Linked DNA regions of Gasterosteus aculeatus: region 2 is linked to region 1. Evidence: chromatin contacts called from public Hi-C data. All regions are on one chromosome and are shown on one strand. The core of a region is the stretch at or near the end of the contact, and the rest is flanking DNA. Distances in the headings are between cores, read along the strand shown.

Evidence for each region. A called contact is a pair of places that touch in the nucleus more often than the background predicts.
Region 2: a Hi-C map of skeletal muscle shows a contact between it and region 1, with 2.0 times the contacts expected there. The contact joins two enhancer-like sites. A contact is called at or near these places in 2 of 6 Hi-C or Micro-C datasets (both in skeletal muscle).

Annotation. Positions count from the first base shown.
Region 1 is chr18:8,955,273-8,962,548 of fGasAcu3.hap1.1, reverse strand. syne1a (spectrin repeat containing, nuclear envelope 1a) reads left to right here. Exons shown (of 147, transcript XM_078093108.1): 89 at 119-241; 90 at 438-620; 91 at 1,351-1,494; 92 at 3,376-3,606; 93 at 5,086-5,226; 94 at 6,120-6,233; 95 at 6,355-6,516; 96 at 7,055-7,249. Among protein-coding and RNA genes, the nearest start is that of esr1, 41 kb to the right of the region's middle. Within about 2 kb of position 2,703, at least 9 of the 9 cell types and tissues checked have open chromatin away from gene starts, as enhancers often do.
Region 2 is chr18:8,993,504-9,000,779 of fGasAcu3.hap1.1, reverse strand. syne1a (spectrin repeat containing, nuclear envelope 1a) reads left to right here. Exons shown (of 147, transcript XM_078093108.1): 41 at 51-204; 42 at 379-537; 43 at 1,179-1,361; 44 at 1,482-1,583; 45 at 2,161-2,364; 46 at 2,853-3,060; 47 at 3,666-3,778; 48 at 4,082-4,287; 49 at 4,364-4,525; 50 at 4,617-4,896; 51 at 5,151-5,323; 52 at 6,228-6,537; 53 at 6,626-6,790. Among protein-coding and RNA genes, the nearest start is that of syne1a, 45 kb to the left of the region's middle. Within about 2 kb of position 2,964, at least 1 of the 9 cell types and tissues checked has open chromatin away from gene starts, as enhancers often do.

The DNA of each region.
Region 1 (7,276 bases), core at 1,454-3,953:
ATTTTGTGCTTTTTTATAGATTTCTGGGTCTAGAGTGTAGATATAGCATGACTTTTGTTACAAATGTAAATTGAATATAACATGAAATACAATATAACATGTAATTTGTTGCCTTCAGGACATGTTGCTTTTGGAGGCGGAGGTGAAGATCCTCCATGCTGCTGTAGACCAGATCCAGATCACACTTGCCTCGCCAGACCTCAACAGACTCAGCCTCAGAGAGCAGCTCACACAGAGACAGGTGATAAAAATGTTTTAGTAAAGATCAGAATTTCAACATTAACAGAATACTGCACATGTATGTTTGCATGTAGACAATTACAAATACTGTAATAAACTGCGTCAACTTAGAGGCAACTCTTCTCATTACAGCATTGCTTACTAACACACCCAACAATTCCTCCTCACTCTCTTGCAACCCTCCATTCCCTTATAAGCGTCTGCTGGTGGAAATGGAGGGCTTCAAGCAGCAGGTGGCGGCAGTACAGCAGTGTCAGAGCGCCCTCCGGCTTCCAGAGGAGGTAGTGGCCAGCCTGACTATCTGCCGCACAGCTCAGATTCTGCAGCAAGAAGCCAGCCAACTGCAGCACACCACCATCCAGCAGTGCAACATCCTGCAGGTAGAGGGCAGTTCTGTCCCCCCCTAAAACGACCAAATGATCTGTCAAGATAAGAACTGTAAAAACTGAAAAATCGTCATGCCTCGAAGCGGTTGACATCTATATTGGTCATTTGTCACCCTGTGGGAGGAGTTCTAGAGTTCTACATTGACTTGCCACTGGTTGCTCAAACTCCTGCTGCAGCGTGCCAACAGGCCATCTCAGGAATGCCTGTGTTTTTGTCGAGCCCCTATTAGACCACTGCTATCCTCCTATCCTTGGTTTTGGGCTCATTGTAATGATGATTCATCCAAACTGAAGATTTGAAACAAAGAGTCAGTCTGTCTGATCTTTTCTGAGGATCAAATGTGTGATCAATAACTGCAATATTATAAGTTTTATCTTGGAGGTTTTGCTTACGCAGACTTTGAGATCTCATAATCAACAGAAGAGGTGTTTAAAACGTGTCTTTACTCCAACAGCAGCAAATCTCAGATGTCTACCTTTAGGATTTAAGATATTTGAATATAATGTCTTCATCACCTTCTGTCAAATGCCCCACTGGATATGCATGTAGTTACACTTAGTGATACTGTGCATAGTAATCGATATCATGAAAGCATTGTGACATAGATGGTGGAAGAGATGATGTCTGACACTGACTCCCTTAAAGTAATATGTGTCACATTTTATAATTATTTGACAAAATATGCGGCTTCAAGCTTTCTTTGTTATGATTTCTCCTTCCCAGGAGGCTGTGGTGCAGTACGAGCAGTATGAACAGGAAGTAAAGAACCTCCAGAGATTAATAGAAGAGGCTCACCGCATCATCCAGGACCGACCCGTCTCCACCAATAATATCCAGGAACTTCAGGCTCAAATACACCACCATGAGGTCAGTGAGAAACATTCTCTCTCATATAGTTATTAAAACATATATCATATACAACTTATATCTGGTTTTGACTTTCCACAAAGTTCGAAGCAAAATATTGTTTATGATATCATTGTAAGCTGTAGCCGGAGGATGAGGAATCATGAACAACACTTTTGGCCATATTGTGCAGTTTATGATTAGTCTTTATTGATGAAATGCACAGCTTGTTATCATCAAGTAGGCTGTGAAATAACAGCAAAGCAACAGGGACATAAAGAGTTTCTGGACATTGACTGTAATGGAGATAAGAAGATCACATCACCAGGATAACAGAAGAGAGGCCACTTGGCATTTGACAAGACGGTGATTGTCTGTTGTCTAAAAACGTTTCTAATAAGGCCCAAATCAAGCACCGATGTTTGAATCATAATATATTTCCTGTGCTTTGCAACAGTGTAAGATATCAAGTCAAGGCAGCACTGATGCTGCACATCTTCAAGTAGTCGTGGACAACCGTGACGACGGAAGCAGTCAGAGCCTTTGTCAGCCTGTGTTGTTTCTGAAGGCATCAAATTCATAATTTTCTGCAATTTATTTATATTTTCTTTCCCATTTTGTTGATTGATTCAACAATCAGGGATTGTTTGTTGCCTCTATAAAACCATAAACTCTCGACTAAATACTGCAGTACAAATGTCAATGTGTTATCAGATCATTGCCACCAGATACGGCAGGTGTGAAAAAACCTTGGGTTGTGCCCCTACAAGCCCAACTCAAAAACATTCCTCCAGTAACTGATGGTTCATGTAAAGATAGTCTGCATTCCTTGGAAAAAAAGTTCTTTGTGAAGTGTATCTTTTTTTGCGAGGCCCGTGCTTTTGGTTGCAGTTCAACTTTGCTGTGTAAAAGCATTTCATCTCCTGCTGGAAGGAGAGAGGTGGCAGACTGAGAGACAAAGACCTGCAAAGAAACAGAAGCAAACACTTTTATTATTGCGTTTCAACTTTATATGCTCGGCTCGGGCAGATTTGATCTATTCCTATTACTTGACGGGGAAAATATTGACCCTGCTGTCTGTAGGTATTTTATTGCTACTGCAATCTCTGTGCCGCAGAGTGACTTAGCAAGGGAGTGTGTTTATGTCTGTTTGCTCTCTAAGCTGAGCAGAAAGCTGCAGCGCTACTGGCCCAGTTAGTCACATGACCTGATTATGAGTGCATTGACCATCTGCGGGACACAGGGAGTGGAAGGGGGGAGGAGGCAAGGAGGAGTTGGAACCCGCCTCATGCCATAGCTGTAATTTGACACCATCTTTGTCGCTGTCCTACTCCCTTAATGCTCCCTCTCTCCTTACGACTCCCTTTTGTTGAAAAGAATCTCTCTCGAGGATTGTTGGAGGAGGAAAGCGTTGGGCAGAGGAAGGGAAGGGGGTGGAGCCAGTGAGATCACTTCCTGTTTTTCTCTTGCCAATCGTGTATGTGTACGAGTAGGAGTGTCTGGGAGATTTTGAACTATTTCTGCGAGGGTCTCTCTCTCTCTCAACCAAACATCCTGTCTGTTGGCTGCACTGCTGCTCCGAGTCACCCGCCTCTGTGCTGCTCCGATTGGCCGGGAGATGCAGAAGAGAGAGCAAAAGGAGAGAGTGAGGCAGTGCTATTCTCTTTTCCAGTCCTACACAGTGTGAAGCCTAAAGCAAGAGACCGGGGAGGAAAGAGACTGCGTCAACTCTCAAGCCGGCACCACATTCGCGCTGAACCCACGCAACCATCCCCTTTTTTTTCTCTCTCAGCAGCCTACTTTACCAGGAACTATTGATCATCCGTTGTGGACTGAACCACACTCTCCTGACCCCGGAGGGTGGTGGAGTTTTCTGTCTTTTATGGTGGGATGTTTTGACAGGAGCTGGGCCAGAAGATCCGCAGCTACCAGGAGCAAATAGCCTCGCTCCACTCCAAGTGTAAGATGCTGACGGTGAAAGCCAAACACGCCACCATGCTGCTGACGGTCAACGAGGTGGACGGCCATTCGGACTGCATGGAGGAGCTGAGTGATGAGGAGCTGCCCGGTTCTCTGGCAACCACCAACGGTGCGGCCAACAAGCAGCTTCCAGCACACCCCTCTGTCGTCATGGTGAGTGGAACAGCTTCTTTTGGACACACACCCACAAACTAACTCATGACGTACCGCATGGCTGTATGCCTCTTGAGGGCAATGTTTGTGTGTGTGTGTGTGTGTGTAGCTTCTATCCTTTCTCCTATTCTGTCCACACCACTGCTTCTCAAAACTGCAAAAAGGAAACACCAGGTACCATTTAGTAGTTTATAGAGGGTGTTTAGAGCTCATTTCACCATGATGGGAATTGGCCTAGAGTTATCCCAAATTAGAGGGTGTCTGTGGATGACAGTAATAATTACAGGTCACACGTTTATGTCTGTGCAATTAAACTCTGATCAGCAGGCTCAATCAGAGGCTCAAATTGTGCATCTATCCTGTAGTCCATGTAACCGCAAGTGTTACTATACTGTCTCCTCTAGTGTGTTGCCGCACTGACATTGTGCTGTGTAATTTCAGTTCGTATTACCCCGATTCTTGCAGGGCTTTTTTACCTTAATACCTTCTCTTTCTCTGTCTTTCATTCAGATTTAGTTCTCAAAGCCTCTTTGCTCTGTTGCTGCTGTTTGTGGTGTGTTTGATCTCAGCATACCAGGAAACAGGATACTACTGCATGCGTGCGTGTTTGTGTGTCAGCCCAGCCTGATAAGTCGGTGTGTGTGTGTGTGGCAGAAATGGATTGCCAGGACTGCTGATATCTTGGATATTGTTTTAACATTATTAGTGCCGTGTCATCGTAACCACGGTGTTGGGACTGTGCTTTTCAGCCTCTAAGTACTTGGAATAGTTTTCCCACACGCGCTGTTGTGCCCCTCCTCTTCGTTGCGTTGCATTGCATCATAAAGCCCGGGCAAAAAAGTCTACCAAATAAAACAAGGTCTCGAGTCAGTCGGCCAAGTTCACTGCCAAAAAGCAGCCCACGGCTTGGCTCACATTTCTGCTCTACCTCTCTACTGAAGCATGCAGGCCCACAGACAACTGTGGTACTTCCAGGACAGCTGCTGTATTCTCGGTTCAATATGCAATGCCTTACCATCTGGATTCCTCAGAAAGTCTTCCTGCTGTTAATGTAGTATAACTTCAGTGTGTGCTTGTGTCTACTACTTACTGAATGTTTGATTTTCAACTTCCTGGTAATGGCCATTCCTTTCCTATGACGTATCCTGTATAAAATTACAGTGGCTCATTTATTGAAAGAGAAATCCAGTGTTATAATGCTAAAGTACAGAGTCAATTTGTCAAAAGTATTGCCAGTTGTGATGTCAATAGCAGCAATGTGATCTGGTCTCTTCTCAGTATTTGATTTCTGACTTTCTAATTAATCATCAATGTACTCACTGCAATCTGGCTAATCTGCACTCCCCCATTAATTTGTATGCTCTATCTTCATTTTTCTCTCTGTCTCCTCACTCACATCCGGGCATTTTCTGTTTGATTCGCCTCCCGTTTCCTAAACCTGCTTCTTTTGATGTGCGCGTTTGATGTGTGCGTGGTCAGATGACAGCCGGCCGCTGCCACACACTTCTCTCCCCTGTGACGGAGGAGTCGGGGGAGGAGGGCACCAACAGCGAGGTCTCCTCTCCCCCTGCCTGTCGTTCCCCCTCCCCGGGGGCTAACGCTGACACTCCTCTTAGCCAGGTACTGCAAACCCCACCCTGGTCTCCTCCACAGCCCTCCAGCATTACCTGACCTGCCCGGTCTCCATACCACCACCGTCTTTGTTAAATCTTACACTTCAAATTGTCACTCGTAAGAAACCAAATCTCCATCTTTATGAGTCACCAAGCATAAAGTTACTTCTTCTGCTTGAATTGATTGCACAACCTGTAATTGATTGCTATACTGTTTTCCATGCAGATTAACATCGCTCAAAAATGTTTTTGTACCTAATCAAATTGCTGGATGCGAGGGTTTTCATTACGTGTTCACTTTGAAAAAAATAATATAGAATTAATTAATATAGGATTTTAAGACTGAATATTGAACTTGTTAAGATGGACATGCTTACTCATCCCATCACCACCACCTGATTCCCACCACCAAACAATGACCTCCTCATCATTACCACCATCTTCACGGTGGATGTTTGAAACAGCTGGAGAGTTGCTGTGATGTCCCTGCTTTTTTTGTCAGCATTATGTTTGCAGATTTATTTTGCATGTTTGCCACACAATTTTTCACTGTTCATGTTCATTTTAAATGAGTGAATGAAAGAGTAGCTGTGAAATCTATGACATGCACGAGTAAAACAGACGCTTTTTGTTGTCATGAGTGCAATAACAAAAGTTTTTTTCATTGTGTGATGTAAAGACATTGTGTTTGTGATCAAACTAAATTATCATGAGAGGTTTTAAACAAATCAGATCTGACTTTAGCCGGCCAGATCTTAAATTCTAATTTATCTCATACATTCATCTCGCTGCAGTATATATTTTACTGTACGTGCAGTAAATGTGGGCAAATTTCCTCCTAATGTGGCGATTACGATTACAATACAACAGGCCTACACTCACTGTGTTGTTGTGCCACAGGGTCGAGGTGCCTTAAGCCGAGCGCCCCTCCGAGAGCTGTACGACCCGTCCATGGAGACCAGTGCTGCCAACCTGGATGACCTGCAGAGATCCTGGGAAACACTCAAGAACGTGGTACAGAGCATCATCAGCTACCTATCATTATGGTTCACTTTTGCTTCTCCAGTTACCGTCTTGATTTAGGAATCATTCTTTCCGTTTCTTTTCTTTTTCCACCTTGTCCCTCTGGCAACAGATCAGCGAGAAGCAGAAGAGTCTATACGAGGCTCTGGAGAGGCAGCAACACTATCAGGAGTCGCTCCAGTCCATTTCCACTAAGATGGAGTCCATCGAGGGAGCACTCAATGAGGGCCTGGAGCCTACCAAGAGCCCCGAGAGCCAGATGGCTGCACACCAGGTGAGGGTGTGGTGGCCGTCCGGAGATATTGGGAATGCTGTGTGTCTTCTGTGTGTGTGTGTGTGTGTGTGTGTGTGTGTGTGTGTGTGTGTGTGTGTGTGTGTGTGTGTGTGTGTGTGTGTGTGGCAGAGTGCAGTGCAGTGTTGATAAAGTTGAACGTAATGGTACACACAGACAGAAGGCATCTCTCGTGGAAAAAAACTCAAAGCTGACAAAAGACAAGCCTGTTCTGAGAAAACAATTGAGCTAGCTAGTGCAATGGTTGCACCGCCTGCACGGCGCTGTTCGGCGTTGCTATGCCAACTTCACAGCGACAGCAGTTACAGCTCATTTTTGAAAGGCTACTGTCAGGCAGTTTGGACAAACCCTATTTTAGTGCTGTCTTTCATCGTCGTCTTCTTCTCAGTTTTTGCTTTCACTTCTCCAATTTATTCTTCTTTTATTTTAATGTCCTTAGACAGGACGTTGCTGTTGAATGGGCTGTCCCCACTTGTCTACAGCGTTTGTCTTTTCTTTCTTTTTTTCTCCGTATGTCCAGGCTGTGATGGATGAGATCCTGATGCTGCAGGAAGAAATCGGAGAGTTGCAAACGTGTTTCTCTGAGGAGCTGGCAGACAGCGACAGCGACGGGGAGCCTGGCGACCAACTGGCTCTCCAGTCGACCCTCACTGTGCTGGGAGAGAGGATGGCCACCATTCGAATGAAGGCTTCTGGGAAACGGCAGCTGCTCGAGGTGAGGCGCTTTAAGATCTTATTCATA
Region 2 (7,276 bases), core at 1,715-4,214, 38 kb before region 1:
TGCCAAATTATATGTCTAATAACGCTGTTGACTTTTTTTTTCTCATTCAGTCAAGAGCAGAGTGGAGTTGTAGTAGATCTTCTCCGCCAGTTCCACCACTTGAAGTCAACCCTCATCACTGTCGTTGAGAGTGCTCAAGCTGTTTCTTACAATTTGCCTGACCACAGCCATACCGCTCAGGAGGCCAAAAGGATTTTAACACGAGTCAGTACCTTTTTTATTAAATCTATCGTCCAGATTATTTTATATATGTCATGTATATTATCATATAGTTGAAGATTTATTTGTTTCCTTTCTTAAAATCACAGAGTTTACAGTATCTCTCCCGATAGTGGTGTTCTCATATCATTCCCTCTGCACTCTTCTCTGTCCCTCCAGCATGATACGGTCCAAGCCGAGCTGAGAGAAAAGCAGGAAGCAATGGACCAGCTCATCAGCACAGTGGAGGACCTGCAGAGAGAACTGGAGAAGATTCCCAACTCTGATGCAAGCTCCATCCAGAGAGACATGGAGACGTTAAGAGACCAGTGGTTGGAGGTGAATGGTAGTCGATATAACGCATGCTGTGCCCTGCCACTATTTTGGTGAAAAAGCCCAGACGGCTGAAATCATGGAGCTGTTTTTTTATATAGACAAATTGAGCTAGGTGTTCGGACATGGTGAAATAATACTTGAGGACTGTAGTGATTTGTCCCCATTCTGACACGTGGGTACTTTATGAATTCTGTCTGGAGTTGAAATGTGATAACGACTAAGAAGGGATTTGTGGTGTGGTTTTATGTGAAAATCAATATTGACATCCACATTACGGCTCAGCAAAACACTTGCTGTTCCTCTTATAATGATATTTATTTAATTTTTTCCCCTTTTTAATTTTTTCCTCTTGAGAGATTTAGTTGCCTGCTTAGCTGTCACAAATGAGACAGAAATATAAACAAGTCTAGACACATTATGTGCCTTTCTGTCTCTCTCCTCCTCTCACTTCTCATCCCCACATCTGTCAAACCAATTGAGTCTTGTTTTTCCCTCCATTTCCCAGTAAAGCGTGCCGTCCCTTGTTACACCGAGAGAAAACTACACGCAAAGAGGGAGACAGATCCTACCTCCCCTTAGTCTCCTGTTGATTGAGACATGTCCAATTCCATACTTAAATAGATTGCTGGTCTCTGTTCCTTCAGGTCTCAGAGAGAATACAAACCAACACAGAGAGACTGGGCTACTGTGTAGCACTGTGGAATGACCTCAAGTCCATGGAGCACGACATCAACCAATGGGCTGCCGGCTCCATCGCTGATATCACCGACAGTGTTACCAACCTCGGTGATGAAGAGCAGACGGAGGTCCGTCTCGCCACATTTCAGGTCAGAGCAGGCTGGACCGTCTGCATGAAACAGTGTGTGAATGATTGTGGTGGTGTCGTTTTCAAAGTGACTTCATAGTGGGTGTGATTTTATTGTAATGTCCGGCCCTTTGATCTACAGGCTGAGGTCGAAAAGAGGGAACTGAGGCTGGATACCTTGCAAGAGAGAGTCACAGAGCTGAAGGAGCGAGCTAAACTGCAAGAAACTCCGATTCAAATGCAGGTGGGGAGTAAAAGTGTTGAATATAACAGCTAAAAAATATTTTTTTCTATTGACATTTAGGCCAGGGCATTTTAAACTCTGTTACAAAACTCCCAATGGTGCAGAAATAAGAACCAAAATACCTACGATCATGTACTTTAAATACATAATCAAAAATAGGAATTTAACAAAATATATAAAAGAAAAATGGATGGAACATAAACACAAATGCTTCACAAATGACATGACATGAGTAGATGAGTAAATGTCATGAAATGTGTAGAATCCAGGCAGACGATGAAAAACTATAAGAACGGGGTAAGGATTTATTATTATAAATTATTATACATTATTCAGGACCCCAAATACCGAACAAAGGGGGGATAGACTACTTCCAAAACCGATTTTTCAATTTGTTTTCAGATTATTGTTTGTTGCCATGGTCATCTGCTCGGTTTATTTGTTTGTAGATATCAAAATTATCAAAAAAAACTAAAATGGGAAAAAAGGATCATAAGCACCTGAAAGCACATTGTGCGTGTGTTGTTTCCGTGGGAATATGGTGATATGATGTTATTTCATTTCTTTATTGAACCAGGTCCTGGAGTCGGACCTGAGGAAGAAAATGGCCCATGCTCGAGAGGTGTACAACCAGGCAAAACACACTGTGACGTACTTCAGTTTCCAGAAGCAGCGATTGGAGGACCTCATGTCCCAGATGGCCGAGCGGCTGGTGGCAGTTGAGGGCTCCTTATCTGACCTCACTGAAGCTACTTCTCCCGAAGACATTGGTACAGTAAAGGTATGACACTATCATTTCCCTTAATGTGATTCAAAAACACAATGAGTAAATTCTAATACATATCAGATTACATAGGAGTACATAAAGAATATGCCAGAAGTAACCATGCAGTCTTTCCTCTTATTCAAAAGTTATTTCTATTACCATCTTTTTTACTTCCTATCTACACTATGAAAACACAAAATGAGTTAATACAATGAGACAACATTTCATTTGTGAAGCCTTAATTATTTAAATGGCTTAAGAGAATGCTAGTTTATTTCTATCGCATGTTTTAAACACAGAGAACATTTTCGCCTGGTATCCTATTGTCCTCAATTATGACCCTCTTTAGGAGATCAGAGCTTAGACTCTTCATAAGAATACATTCTAATCTGGCAGTAATTGACATCTGCGAGGTGGATGAACATGTACACTCTGCCCTCTCCACCACCCTTTAACCCCAATTATCAATATACATCCTCTTATTTCTCACTTTTCATTTACAGGACCTGCAAAGCGTTGTGCAGCAACAGAGGGCAGACATGGACTCAGCGAGGGACGCTCTGAGTGCGCTGTGCAGGTCTCATCCCTCTCAGGAGTTGTCATGCCTCTCCTCTGACCTCACCTCCATTGTCAAGCGAACAGAGGCTGTTGCCCAACGCTGTGCCAAGACCAAGGGCAGCCTGCAGGATGGGCTGCAGCTCCACTTCAACGGTAATCGCTGTGTATCTGTAAAGAGGGTATTCTGGAGTACAATTTCAATCCAGATAGTTTAATGTTTTATTAAATGATCTCCTGGATGGCGTTTTTGTTCTTTACCTTCACAACTTCCCCTTTAATAAATATGTATTTTAATAGTACTTCAAAATCTTATAATAATCCAATCAAACAGTGCACAACTACATGATGGGAGGTTATTTGTCATTGGTGCACAGATTTATTGTTGATTAACCTACATTTTTTCCCATAGCACACTCAATCCATCCACAACAGCCCACACTCTGTTTGCACACTGTGTGTTACACTGGTGCTCTAACTGCTCAGACACACACCTGTGCCTCAGAGATTAATGCCGCTCTTGTCACATCTGCTCTCGAGGGTGTCATTTTGGGCTTGTTGCCAAGGCAACCCAGCACACAACAGCGCGGACACGCCCGCACTTAGTATCTGCCGCAACACATCTCTTCCCACTCTCCTCCTTCGGGTCCCTTCACTTTTAAATATTCTGCGCCTTTATTTTAACACCTCAGTTTTCCTCAACTTGTCGCCATTGTTTATTTTGCCTTTTGTTTACCAGTCCTTTATGTTACTCTAAGCAGATCTCATCCAAGACTTCCACTCCCGGCTCACAGATCTGAAGTTGGAGCTGAAAGAATGTTCCAATCTATCAGGGGATGTTGCGGTGCTTGGAGCTAAGTTGCAGCGGTTAAAGGTATTGTTATATTCCATACTTCCATTATGCTTTTCTTTTGGTGCAGTTGTCAGGGAATTGTGTTAAACCAAAATCATGCACAAGTCTCTCAGTTTTTAGTAACTGCACTTGTTGATATTTACTACATTACCCTATACAAAATGTCATCATTGTGCCAAACTAAATCTGGGCTTGTATTGAACAAACTACAGCATCTTTCTTAGATGAAGTGTGCTGTTTATATCGTTATACCACTTTTTAGGAAGTAATTGAGTGTTACATATGAGTGTTATAAGTCTGTACATGTTCTGTACACATCCACAGGTGTCAGTCGAGCGGAGATCTGAGGGGGAAGAGTGTCTTTCTAAGGTTCGTGTGGAAGCCGAGAGGCTACAACTCCACTTGCCTAAAGCTGGAGCAGCACAGATCCGAGAGCATCTCTCCTCCTGTCAGAAAGACTGGAGGAGCTACCTGGACTGCTGCTCTCAGAGCCAACGAGACTTGGAAGAGAGTATTGACCTCATGAGAAAGTAAGTTACTATTGTTGTTGTGTCATGTGTTTATGCAAATAAATCATAATTAAACGCCAACGCACCTCCTCTCCAGCTTTAATGACTGTGTGGAGGGAATGAGAGACTGGCTGAAGCAGATGGATCTCAGCCTCAAGAGAGAACCCGTTCTTGGGGGGGAGTGCCAGCAAGGAGCCCAAGACATCACAGAAGAGCTGAAGAGGATAGAAAACCTCCATGAGGAATTGCTTGCAAAAAGGTGTGCATACGTGGGTGTGTGAAGCCATATGTTGTCGACGCCCGAGCGTGGGTTGTCAAACATTCGTAACAATATCATTGTCTCTTGCAAGGGACTCCATCGAGCATCTCGGCCAGGAGGCCCAGTCTCTGTCTGAAGCATGCCGGGGATCAGGAGGGGAGGTCAGAATGACAGGCCAGCTCCAGATGGAGCACCAGGCCCTGTTGAAGGCAGCCAGGGAGAAGCTGCGAGGCTGCCAAGGGAGCCAGGCCTTTGGAGAGACCCTCCAAGGGGTTTGGGCCTGGCTGGAGGAGATCCAGGAGAGACTGGGTACTGTAGACAGCACCATGGGGACCAAAGAGCAGTTAGAGCAGAGGCTGGAGACTGTGCAGGTAATAAGGGGCTTTGACTGGTAGGCTATATGTATCTGTAATTTACACTAATAATTTTATATAATGAGATAAAAGGGGTTGGATTCTTTAGGATTGCCCACACGTATTTTTTTCTTTACTTGATTAAACTACACTAATAGTTTTTCTACAGTTGTTCTGGTAAACACAAGATGGAGCTGTTTGCTTGAGAATGTATTCATCAATATTTCTGATGTCTAAATCCAGATCACTCTGACCTCTATCTGTTTGCACAGGACATCCTGCTTTTGAAGGGGGAGGGCGAGGTCAAGCTGAATATGGCGATGGGTAAGGGCGAGTTGGCCCTGCGCAGCTATGGAGCCGCCGGACAGGAAGTAGTCCGCTCTCAGCTACAGGAAGTGGAGGACGCATGGGCCACGCTTATTGTGACTGCCATGAGCTGCCACAGGTAGAGCGTTCACCTTTTTTTTCATCACCCAAAGTATGTGATGGTTTAGCTTCTATGTGTGCAATTAAAGCCAAAAGGAAGAATAGGTCCTTCCCTTAACTTAGAGTTATGTCATCATTGCCGAATTGCATTCACAATAGCAGAAACTGGACAAACTGCCAAATAATAAACAGCAAACCATTATCGATTTTCTGTTTTTTTTATTTATCTATTAATCCATTAAGCCCTGGATATGTTAGAGGCCATTTACCTCATGTGCCAAAAAATCCTCTCTTCGGACAGGTTATTTCACCGTAACGGATTGATGTCTCAATGCCATTCAATACCATTAGGTTAAATACATAATGAGCAGTATTTGTCTCATTTGATAAATCTGATTAACGTATTTGATTTAGTACGTTCTCTTTTTGTCTGTGCACGTGCATCAGTCCAGTGGGTGTTGTTGTTTAATTGAGCAATTAGAAAAATGAATCTCATTAGGGATTAAATGGTTGATGGAAAACCGTTAGTCACACACGGGGTGTGTTTGTGTTTTAAGGTGAAGGGGATATCAGGAGGCCTGGGGTATCCGGTGAAATAGTGCGCGTGTGTGTGTGTGTGTGTGTGGGAACGGCTATTGGTCATATTTGTACATGAAGCGATAACAGATGGCAAAGGAAAATTGTGTGAATCTGTGTGTTTTGAACCAGGGCATAAAGGTACTAAGCCAGTATTACAGCCCATTTTTAGATGTATTGGCCTCATCATCAAATATACACTGTACCTGCACAGTGAAAAGATACATAAGAAACACATAAGAAAACGGTGTAATACTTCCCATGTTTATTCAGATTTGACTAAAAATGCATGTTCCACACTTTCCAGTCAAAGACAACCACAAAAATATCTTGTTTTGTTCCTCCAGTCGATTAGAGTGGACCGTGTCGCAGTGGGGAGGATACCTGGAGAGTGCTTCCCAGCTGCGATGCTGGATGGAGGCTGTAGAGAGAGAGGTGTGTGCCCCCCTCACCCCTCAGCCAGGGCCCAGAGAGAAGGCCTCCCAGTTGGAGAGACTCAGAGCTCTGTTGGCTGATCTGGAAGACCATCAGGTGGCTCTGTCCAGCCTCGAAGAGAAAGCCAGAGAACTGTTCAAGAAGACTGGCGATGCCAGCTTTAATCACGGTGCCCGCACCCAACTGCAGGGCCAGTTTGATGACCTCACAGCCTTGGTGGAGGTATAACGTTACTTCATCTTAATTTGATTACATGTAAGTGCTTTGTTATTTTAAAGTAATGTTGACTGATTGTGTTCATTGTCTTCAGGAGAGAGTACGTCTATCACAGGCCGTTGTGTTGGAACACCAAGAATACCTGGAGGCTGTTCGAGAGCTCACTGATTGGCTGATGGGTGTCGGAGAAAAGCTACATCACTGGTCTGATACGTCAGGGGACTCTGCTTCCATCAAAAAGAAACTGTCAGAAGTGAGGGTAAGGCAGATATAAAGAAATCCTCTCGCTGATGCCGGCTGACACTCCTTTTGTTTTCTTTGTATACACTTATTTAAACTACACTAATCATAACAATGTGCTGACTGGTGACAAGCCTGTTGTGCTGTAGAGTAAGCATGGGTGTGCCGTTAAAGTGGTTTTCCTTGAGTTTTTGCTACATAGTCTTTGTCAGCAGATGGAGATGGCCAGTTGTCCTTTTGTATTTTAATTATAAACAATGTGTGCACTTCAAATAAGTCGTTTCTTTGGATTTCTTGATATATTACATTTTTGACCATATGTGTTGGCTGGCCCTTTTGTATGATGTTATGATAATTTAAAAGGGAATGGAGTCACTCATATGTGTATTGAAATAGCACCTCCATAAACATCAGTTTTTCATAATTGAAGGGTACATGAGTTGGATGTGGATTATAAAAACATCTTTCATATTGAGATTGTAACAGTAAGCGGTGTCTCTCTGAA